Linked DNA regions of Sus scrofa: region 1 is linked to region 2. A link is a contact called in public HiChIP or PLAC-seq data. All regions are on one chromosome and are shown on one strand. The core of a region is the stretch at or near the end of the contact, and the rest is flanking DNA. Distances in the headings are between cores, read along the strand shown. Region 1 holds the start of CEP250 (centrosome-associated protein CEP250). Region 2 holds the start of UQCC (ubiquinol-cytochrome c reductase complex chaperone).

Region 1 (4,854 bases), core at 819-3,318, 34 kb after region 2:
AAATAAATGTTTGCTGGGTGAATGAATAAATGAATGAGGATATGTATTAATGAATTATTTTTACTAAGATTAAAGATTCCTGTTTGGTTTTAATCACCTTCTATTCCATTTGCCCTTTGTTGATATGTCTTGATAGTCTGAAACCTATGTTTATTCCTCTTTGTCTTAAAATGTATTGCGCAGTATGTAGATGGATTTTATGTCCTTAACCTTTGTAATACTGGGGCTGATTTCATTCAGCCCATGGATGATTTTTTTTTTCTTTTCTTTTCTTTTTAGGGCTGATCCTGCATCACATGGAATTTCCTGGGCTAGGGGCTGAATCAGAGCTGCAGCTACCAGCCCATACCACAGCCACAGCAACTTGGGATTAAAGAGCCCCATCTGTGATCCACACCACAGCTTGCGGGAATACAGGATCCTTAACCCACTGAATGAGGCCAGGAATCAAACTCACATCCTTGTGGATCTCAACTGGGTTTTTAAGCTGCTGAGCCCCAACAAGAACTCCATGGAGACTTATTTGGCACCTAATATGTGTCAGGTTCTATGTTAAATGCTAAGTCAGACATAGTCTTCTAGCCTCAGGAAACTTAAATTTTAGAGAGGGAGAAAGATAACAGGTAAACCAAAAAAAAAAAAAAAAAGTAGGAAATACTATAAAAAGAGCACTGTGATAGAAAATGATAGGGTATTACTGTAAATAGCATGGTCAGGGAAGACCTAACTGATTTGAGACCTGAAAGAGAGGAAGTTATCAGCTAATCCAAGAGCTCTGGCAAAACTGGCCTAGGAGATGGCAAAGCATCTGCAAAAGCCCTGAGGTTGGTGTGGGTAACATTCCAAATACTGCAGTGACTATTCTTGCACACAACCTGTCAGGGGACCATCTTCTTGGGGTGGATTCCCACACAACTGAGTCTTTGTATCTTTTTTCTCTGTCCAATGTCCTGGATGTTTTTTCTTCTCTTTCAAGATAGTTTGCTTTTCAGATTCATTGTCCTCCCTCCCTGCCAACTTACTATTTTTTTTTTCCCTCAAGGTAACTATTAAGAATTTATTTTGGGAGTTCCTGCTGTGGCACAGCAGCAACGAATCCGACTAGGAACCATGAGGTTGTGGGTTTGATCTCTGGCCTCGCTCAGTGGGTTAGGGATCAGATTAGACCCCTAGACTGGGAAACTTCACATGCAGGGGTGAGTGGGGCCCTCAAAAGACCCCCCCCCAAAGAAAGAACTTTTGTTCTTTTAGGAGAAAAGATACAATATAGCTCTTATTGAAGTGCTCCCTTCTCAGGTTCCCTTTGGCTGTGCATTGCCTGTTTCACTCCTACTACCCATCAATCCATCCGTTCACTCAGCACTTACTGAGCACCTATTTTGTACCAGCCTTTGTGCTGGGTGCTAGAGATACACAAACTTATGCTATGCTTCTCAAAATGTGTTCCCAATGCATCATAATCACTCAGGGTATTTGCTGGAAGACACATTCCTGGGCTCCATGCCTGGTTTACTGACTCTCCATGGGTGGAATCCAAAAGTCTACATTTTGGAGTTCCTGTTGTGGCTCAGTGGTTAACAAACCCAACTAGTATCCACGAAGACTCAGGTTTGATCCCTGGCCTTGCTCAGTGGGTTAAGGATCCAGTGTTACCATTAACTGTGGGATCAGTTGCAGAGGAGGCTCTGATCCAGTGTGTCTGTGGCTGTGGGTGTAGGCTGGCAGCTACAGCTCCAATTCGACCCCCAGCCTGGAAACCCCATATGCCACGGGTGTGGCCCTAAAAAGACAAAAAACAAACAAAAAAACTCTACATTTTAAGAAATACCCGTTATTGTTTTTTAATCCCAATTTTTTTGTCTTTTTTTTGGGGGGGGTCCCAGCCGCGTTGTCGAGGTACACCACAGCTCAGGGCAACGCGGGACACTTAACCCACTGATCGAGGCCAGGAATCAAACCCGCATCCTCGTAGATACCAGTCAGGTTCTTTACCTCTGAGCCACTACGGGAACACCCCAACTCAAATTTTATTTTTTAATTTTTATTTATTTTTTTGGCCGCACCCAGGGCATATGGAAGTTATTGGACCAGGGATAGAAACCGGGCCAAAGCAGCAACTTAAGCGACTGCAGTGACAACGACAAATCCTTAAACCGCTGCACAAGAGACTCTCCAACTAAAATTTGAGAACCAAGGAGTGGAAAAGAATGGCAGGTAAATAAAATTTACAGCTCTAAAAAAGTGCATTGATAATCCATGTGCAAAACACGCTCTAGAGTCCTCTAGAGAGAGTCAGGCTTATTCAGAAAATTATATAAACTGTAGCTCTCCAGTGGGATGCAGGACATTCAGGCAGTCTCCGGTGCAAAGTGTATTCAAATGACATTAAGTAATTATATTATGAATGTTGAGTAGCCTGAAGCTACTTGGAGTTTCGGAGATTGAAGCTGAGTTTTGCCGCGACCAGGAGCCAGTTTCCTTCAGCACGTAGTTAATTGTACTCAGGTTTGGGAGTGGAGCATTGCGCAGGCGCATCTAGAACGAGGCGACCACACACATGCGCCGTATGTAACCTCGAAGCCAAAAGGGATACGATTGAGGGCAAGTGTTTTCTGTTACCGAAACTTCCTTTGCTCAAATAAGCAACCCTGGATGTCTCCATTTCGGGCGAGGAAATCTAACGTCTCTTAACATAATCCCTTCTTTTCTTCTGGGCCACTCTTGTAAAACAGCTGCCAGTACTCAACATGGCGAGAGGCCCCTAAGGCGATGCAGTCCTCTCTGGAGCGCCGGCTGGAGCGGCAGGGCTCTCCGAAAGGGCGGGAGTTTGGGGGGCGGGGCCTGCGCCCCAGCCACTCCGTGAGCCCCCGCCCCGCCTCCCCCGCCCGGCCTCAGCTGCAGCTTCACCGACTCCCGCGCTGAGGAGCACCCTGGGAACCTGCGGGAGCGGAGCGTGGTGAGGAAGGGCCTCAGGGGCGGGCGGGAGGTACCCGTGTTAACGGTCCAAGGCCCAGCGACTAGGGTGCTCCTGGGAATCCCATTCGGGCAGCGGCCTCCGGTTTCCCAGAAGAAACTCAGAGGCCCAAAAGAGGCTGGGTCCTGTTCTGGGGCTCTGGCCCCTGGCCTCCGCGTCCTGCTGTTGCTACCGCTCTGGGCTCCAGACCTTGCAGAAAGGGAGCTTCCCGACCCTGGGGTTGTCAGGATAAGGCGCTGCGCTCTCCTGCGCGTCCCGCTCCAGGCTCCCAGGATTTCGCGACTTCCTCTGCCCTTGGGGCTTTGCATGTGACTGTCCGAAAGTCCGGTCCTACCCGCCGCCCCACTCTGGAACTCTCATTCTTCGGGACCCAACTTAAGTATCACTTTTTCAGAAACCTTACCTCGTCGCTTTCTGAAGGCGCCGTAAGCTCACTGCTGGGTTTTTGCACTCTGCGCATAGTTACTTTTCCTGCTCCTCTTTGGCAGCCGTGCACTTGTTGGGGCGTTATGCCTTCCGCTTTTCATCCCTCTCCCAGGATCTAGCACGTGATGATGATAATAATATAGCTCGCATTTACTGAATAGTCACTAAATGCATTACACATAAAGGCCCATTTAATCCTCACAGCAATTCCACAAGGCGGGTTCTGTAGGCGTGAAGAAACTAAGGCACTCAGATCAATTTCCTGGAGTCCCACAACTGTTAAGCTGGTGGAGCCGGGATACAAATTCTAGACTCTCTGTCCCCAGAACATGTGATAATCCCTAGATTGCCCTAAGGTTTGGTAAATGTCTGTTGAATTGGAGTTCCCACCGTGGCTCAATGGAATTGAATCTGACTAGCATCCATGAGGACGCAGGTTTGATCACTGGCCTCACTCAGTGAGTTAAGGATCCGGTGTTGCTGTGAGCTGTGGTGTAGGTTGCAGACACAGCTCGGATCCTGCTTTGCTCTGGCTGTGGTGTAGGCCAGCAGCTAAGGTTCTGATTCGACCCCTAGCCTGGGAATCTCTATATGCCTCAGTTGCGGCCCTAAAAAGACACACTCACAAAAAAAGTCTGCTGAATTTTTACATTAGGCCCATGAGTTATGGAGGCCAGGATTACGATGCACATGAGAAGGCTTGGAAAGAAGAATGGATGTCCCCAAATATACAGTGAGTTCATGACTCTGCGGCTGGCCCTCTGTCCTTTCAGTCACACTCTACCTTTCTTTGGTCCTTTTCCGTCAGAGAGGTGCAGACTTAGACCTCATCATTTCACAACTTAGAAAGTGTCCCTCACAGAGCTGTGATTTCATATCTCATGATTTAGGAGACAGCATAATGTAACGGAGAGGGCATAGAATTTGGAACCAGACTGGGGTTCAGTCTTTGCTCTGCTACTGTTGAGTTATATCCCTTACATTTTTTGGAGCCTGTTTTCTTGTGTAAAATGAAGGCAATAATTTCATCTCAAAGGGTTTTTTTTTATGAAGATATCAAATAATTGTGTGAAGTGTGCCATACAAACTACATGATCTGGGTTTTGTTTGTTTCTGTTTTGTTTTACCTTTTAGAAGGTTATAGAACTGTCAGTTTGTTATAGCTCATGTTGCCTAATGGTCTAATATTCATTCATTCATTCGTCAAATATCTAATGAGTACCAGTTATAATACCAGGCACTGTTTTAGGAGCTGAGAATACAGCAGTCAATAAAACAGTATTCTTGCACTTGGGAAATGTATATTGTGTGAGATATATTATACATAATACTCAGGAAGGGACAGATAAAGTATGTAAGGTAAATAGGAAAATAGTAGAGTGTGAGGAGGGGTGGCGGTATTTTATATTGGGTGGTTAGGGAACAGCTTACTGAGAAGGTGACATTTGAACAGA
Region 2 (4,873 bases), core at 2,251-4,750:
TCTGTGGCATATGGAAGTTCCCAGGCTAGGGGTTGAATCAGAGCTACAGCTGCCAGCCTAAGCCACAGCCAGAGCAAGGAGGGATCCGGCAATGCCAGATCCTTAACCCCGTGAGTAAGGCCAGGGATAGAACCTGAGCCTTCACGGATACTAGTTGGGTTCGTGACTGCTGAGCCACAATGGAAACTTCTCATCCTCAATTTTAAAAATTTAGGGAACTATACTCAGTATCTTGTAATAATCTATATGGGAAAAAAAATCTGAAAAAGTATAGATATTTATGTATAACTGAATCACTGCTGTATACCTGAAACAAACACAACATTGTAAATCAACCATATTTTAAAAAATAAAAATAAAAAAGCTGGAGTTCCCGTCGTGGCGCAGTGGTTAACGAATCCGACTAGGAACCATGAGGTTGTGGGTTCGATCCCTGGCCTTGCTCAATGGGTTAACGATCCGGCGTTGCCGTGAGCTGTGGTGTAGGTTGCAGACACGGCTCGGATCCCACGTTGCTGTGGCTCTGGCGTAGGCCAGTGGCTACAGCTCCGATTCAACCCCTAGCCTGGGAACCTCCATATGCCGCGGGAGCGGCCCAAGAAATAGCAACAACAACAACAACAAAACAACAACAAAAAAGACAAAAGACAAATAAATAAATAAATAAATAAAATAAAAAAAAATAAAAAAGCTAATAAAGCATGAATAACTAAAAACTAAAAATTTAAATCAGGAAAAGAGTAAATGCATCCAAAAAAAAAAAAAAACTTTAAAAATAAACCTTCCCTTTGTTTAAAATACTTAAATGGACCCCTCTGCCTCAAGATAAATCTCCAACTCCTAACCGTAATATGTAAGGCAACACTTCTGTCTTTTTCCCACAAGTGCCCCTCAGCCAAAGAGATTTACTTACAGCTCTTTGGTTGTTTAACACAATAGTATAAGCTAATGCTTCTCCTCTATGCCCTTTCTCCTCTCCCCCATCTAATGTTCTCTCATTTAGTTCAAACATCTCCCTGATGAATGCTTGTCCTCAGGCTGGGTTAGGTATCTTTCTACTCCGCTACCACAACAACTGGTTCAGGCTCCTATCACAGAATTTCAAGAACTGTAGTGGTAGTTTTCTTTTCTGTCTCTATTAGATTATAAACATGAGAATAAGGTCTATGTTTTTCATTTCACAGTCCCTTGGAGAGTTCCTAGAATGCAGTAAACACTCAACATAGTTGCTCAATTAAAGGGAAGGGAAGGAGTTCCAGCTATGGCACAGTGGGTTAAGGACTCGAAGTTGTCTCTGTAAGGATGAGGGTTCGACCCCTGGTCTCGCTCAGTGAGTTAAGGAACCTCGTGGTCACAGACGCAGCTCAGATCTGGTGTTACTGTATCTGTGGCATAAGCTCCAGCTGTGGCTCTGATTCAGTCCCTGGCCCAGAAACTTACATATGCCACAGGTGCAGCCATTAAAAAAAAAAAATTGGACTACAGCAGCTCAGGTTGCTATGGAGGCACAGGCTCTGGTTTGATCCCTGGCTCAGTGCAGTGGGTTAAAGGATCCAACACTGCCATAGCCATGCCGTAAGTCACAGCTATAGCTCAGATTCAATCCCTGGCCGCAGGTGAGGCTGTAAAAATGTTAAATAAATAAATAAATAAAGGGAAAAAAGTATTTAAAATGTCGTTTGTATAAACTCTTTCTCTGATCAACCCTATCAAACTTACCCTTAAGAAAATCTGAGGCTCAGAGAAGTTAGCTGATTTGCTCAAGGCCACACCCATTGTAAGTAATGGGGCCTAGCTTTCAAACAAGACTCTTTTGACTCCTAGACAGGTGCATTTTCCTCTATTTGTGAATTCCTCACAGTGCCTACCCCAAATGCCTCTTTAGCATAGCTGATTAATAAATATCTGCTTTCATGTTTACTGTCACTCTCTAGTTCTAAGGGAATTTCTGTTGCTTTGCCACACATTATATTGCAACATATAAGAAGACTTTGAAGAATTACAGTATACAGTATAAAGTGAAAGTGACTTTCCTTATCTAAACTTGTTTTTTTACCTAAAAAGATGACTGGGAAGAGATAAAGAAGAAAAATTAAAAATTCAACTAATAGAAGACAATTAGAGAAGAGGTTTCTATGGATGCTACCACCTAGGAAGAAATGAACCTACAACCCTCCACATGCTGAATAGCAAAAAGATTTAAGATAGCTGGGGCACCCACAAACTTCCAAGATGAATCAATGTATTCATTTCAGGCCTATAGCCCAATAAAATTCTCATCTTTCCCACCCATATACCCATCTTAAAAACACTCAGGACATCCTATCTGCCATTTTCTCAGCAGTCCTCAGATCTGAATCAATTTCTGCCCTGGCATCCACAACCACTTCCGCCAAGTGGAATCTTTCCATAGATGTCAGGAGCTACTCTTCATACATTTACTAAGCAACAATAGAGGGCTCTGCACTGTGCTAGGCTGACAAGGAATACAAGAAGTAAAATCTTATATCTATGCAAACCATACATAAAAACATTTAAAATAAAAGTTTCTAATATCACAACTCAAAAGATAGCTACAGGCAGGACTAGTCAGTGACTGCTATAAAAAAAAAATGTCCTTGACCCAGTTTTTGAAAGACTTGATAAAATTATAAACCTTCCCATCCCTCCATGATTAGGAACCAAACTCTGTAATGTCCTTTTTTCTGTTGCCTCTTTCGTTCTCTTTAATTCTTATAAGTCACAATCTGCTAGAAGGATCATGACTGAATCTCAAGAAGTGCAGTACCTTCCCATATGGGTGTTAATTAGTGGAGCCTTCCTCACTTATATCGTTTATTCCTGCAACAAATATTTTACGGAACATCTAGATGTGCCAGACACTATGCTAGGCAAAGTAAAAACGGCAGATATGACCCCAGTTCTCAATCCAATAGTTTCTAATAGTATTCCACTTAACTGTACGGTAAAGTGCTAGATACCCGATCTCTGAAACAAACCCAGAGAACCTCAGAATCCGAAGGACCTGCACATTTACGTCCTTGTTTTGCCCATGGCGACTCTGATGTCAAAAAGTTACTTGCCCAAGGTCATCCTGTGCATTAGTGACAGAATAGGAACTAGAACCCAGGTCTCCCAAAACTCCAGTCAGTGCCCCACGCGCTGCCTCTCTCCCTGAGGGGAAGCCGCCACAGGTGGTGACCGAAGAAAAGCAAACTTGAACAAATTTAGGTCCGAGGTCACTCCTCGCCCTTCTCCAAAGAGGGGAAAGCCACGGCCGAACCAATGGTAGTGGGAGATGGGAAGCTGCCTCAGTTTCCCCGAAGACAGGCGGCCGCGCATTCTCGCTACGGCACAGGATCCGCGCCTGCATTTCCATCTACTTGCTCTCGCCCGGCCCTCTCCGACTCCAACCCCGGGGCCCGGAAGGCGGCAGCGCAAAATAACTCCTTCACTCACAAGGACTCGCACCAGCAACGCCATGTTTCTCGACAACCATTTCCGGGTGAAGGGTGGGCTTCCGGAGTCCCAGCTGCCGCCACCCCTTCACTAGTTTGCCTTTTCGCCGGCGCGTGCAGGACAAGGGCAGCGCAGGCGCACAGAGGGCTCTGCGCACTCGAGCGCGCGCTTTCCCCGCTTGCAGGAGGAGGCAGGGCACCCGAGCGCGGCCGACCGTCAGAACCTGCGCGCGCGTCCCCCGCTGAAATCTCTGTCGGACACGTCACAGAGGCTTAAATTATGTACGCACAACCCTCTGCTGCGGGCTTTTCATAGTTCACTCCTTAACCCCACACTTCATCCAGTCTCAATCCTCAGCACCGCCTTGTCGGAGTCCCTGTTCCCCAAGACTATACCCACGATTTCCCCCCTTTTCACTGGCGGCTGAAAAAAACAGGATCTTGGGGAAATCCCAGGATTTAAGGGCTCCCTGCTAGGAGCCTGCGCCAGAGGAAGAACACAGGACACAGAGGAGTCCTGAAAGTCAGGGGTAAAGGGCGGTCACATGCTGACCCGAGACCTGAAGAAGGAACTTCAGGAGTTTCTGGTTGGTCGGTTGTGATTGGGGGCATCTTTGAGTATTGATAGAACAAGAACATTAGTATGAAGATGAGGATACAAAAGAAAGACTCAAGGGCGCAGGGAGTTTCCACAGGAGGTCTCAGGAGCAAATGGCCTTGGCTAGAGGCCTTGGGATCATTGCATCCCAAGAGCAGTAGAGGAGAGAGGGTTGTCAGTGCTTCTGGGGTAACTGGGAGCAGAAAGGCAAGATGTTGAAAGACTTCCTTTGGGGGGGAGGGCTCTTTTTAATGATTTTTATTTTTTTGTATTATACCTGGTTTACAGTGTTCTGTCAATTTTCTACTGTACAGCAAGGTGACCCAGTTACACATACATATATACATTCTTTTTTCTCATATTATCATGCCCCATCAAAAGTGACTGGATATAGTTTCCAGTGCTACACAGCAGGATCTCATTGCTTATCCATTCCAAAGGCAATAGTTTGCAACAATTAACCCCAAATTCCCAGTCCATCCCACTCCCTCCCTCTCCCCAAGACTTCCTTTTCATTCAGTCAGCATAGCCTATTGAAAGTCCACTATGTGCTGGACATAAGACGGGTGTGGATATTGGCTTCCGGAAGTTCATAGAGTGCTGGGCACACAAAATTCCGGTAAGCCAATGAAAAAAATAAAATAATTTTAAAATGTGGTAAGTGCTACGACGGAAACAACAAAGAGCTAAACTAAAGAATAACATGGGGGGAGTTCCCCTTGTGGCTCAGTGGTTAACGAATCCGACTAGGAACCATGAGGTTTCGGGTTCCATCCCTGGCCTCGCTCAGTGGGTTAAGGATCTGGCCTTGCCGTCG

What was found. HiChIP or PLAC-seq counts read pairs in DNA pulled down with a chosen protein or histone mark.
Region 1: a contact with region 2 is called in an H3K27ac HiChIP or PLAC-seq map of alveolar macrophages. The contact joins the promoter of CEP250 here to the promoter of UQCC in region 2. A contact is called at or near these places in 2 of 2 datasets of contacts at active chromatin or transcription factors (alveolar macrophages and skeletal muscle).

The regions. Positions count from the first base shown.
Region 1 is chr17:38,807,656-38,812,509 of Sscrofa11.1, forward strand. CEP250 (centrosome-associated protein CEP250) reads left to right here and starts at 2,069. Exons shown (of 34, transcript XM_013985307.2): 1 at 2,069-2,956; 2 at 4,056-4,133.
Region 2 is chr17:38,771,742-38,776,614 of Sscrofa11.1, forward strand. It overlaps UQCC (ubiquinol-cytochrome c reductase complex chaperone), which reads right to left and starts at 3,501. Exons shown (of 10, transcript NM_001172364.2): 1 at 3,460-3,501. The coding sequence starts at 3,483. It also overlaps the pseudogene LOC100523162.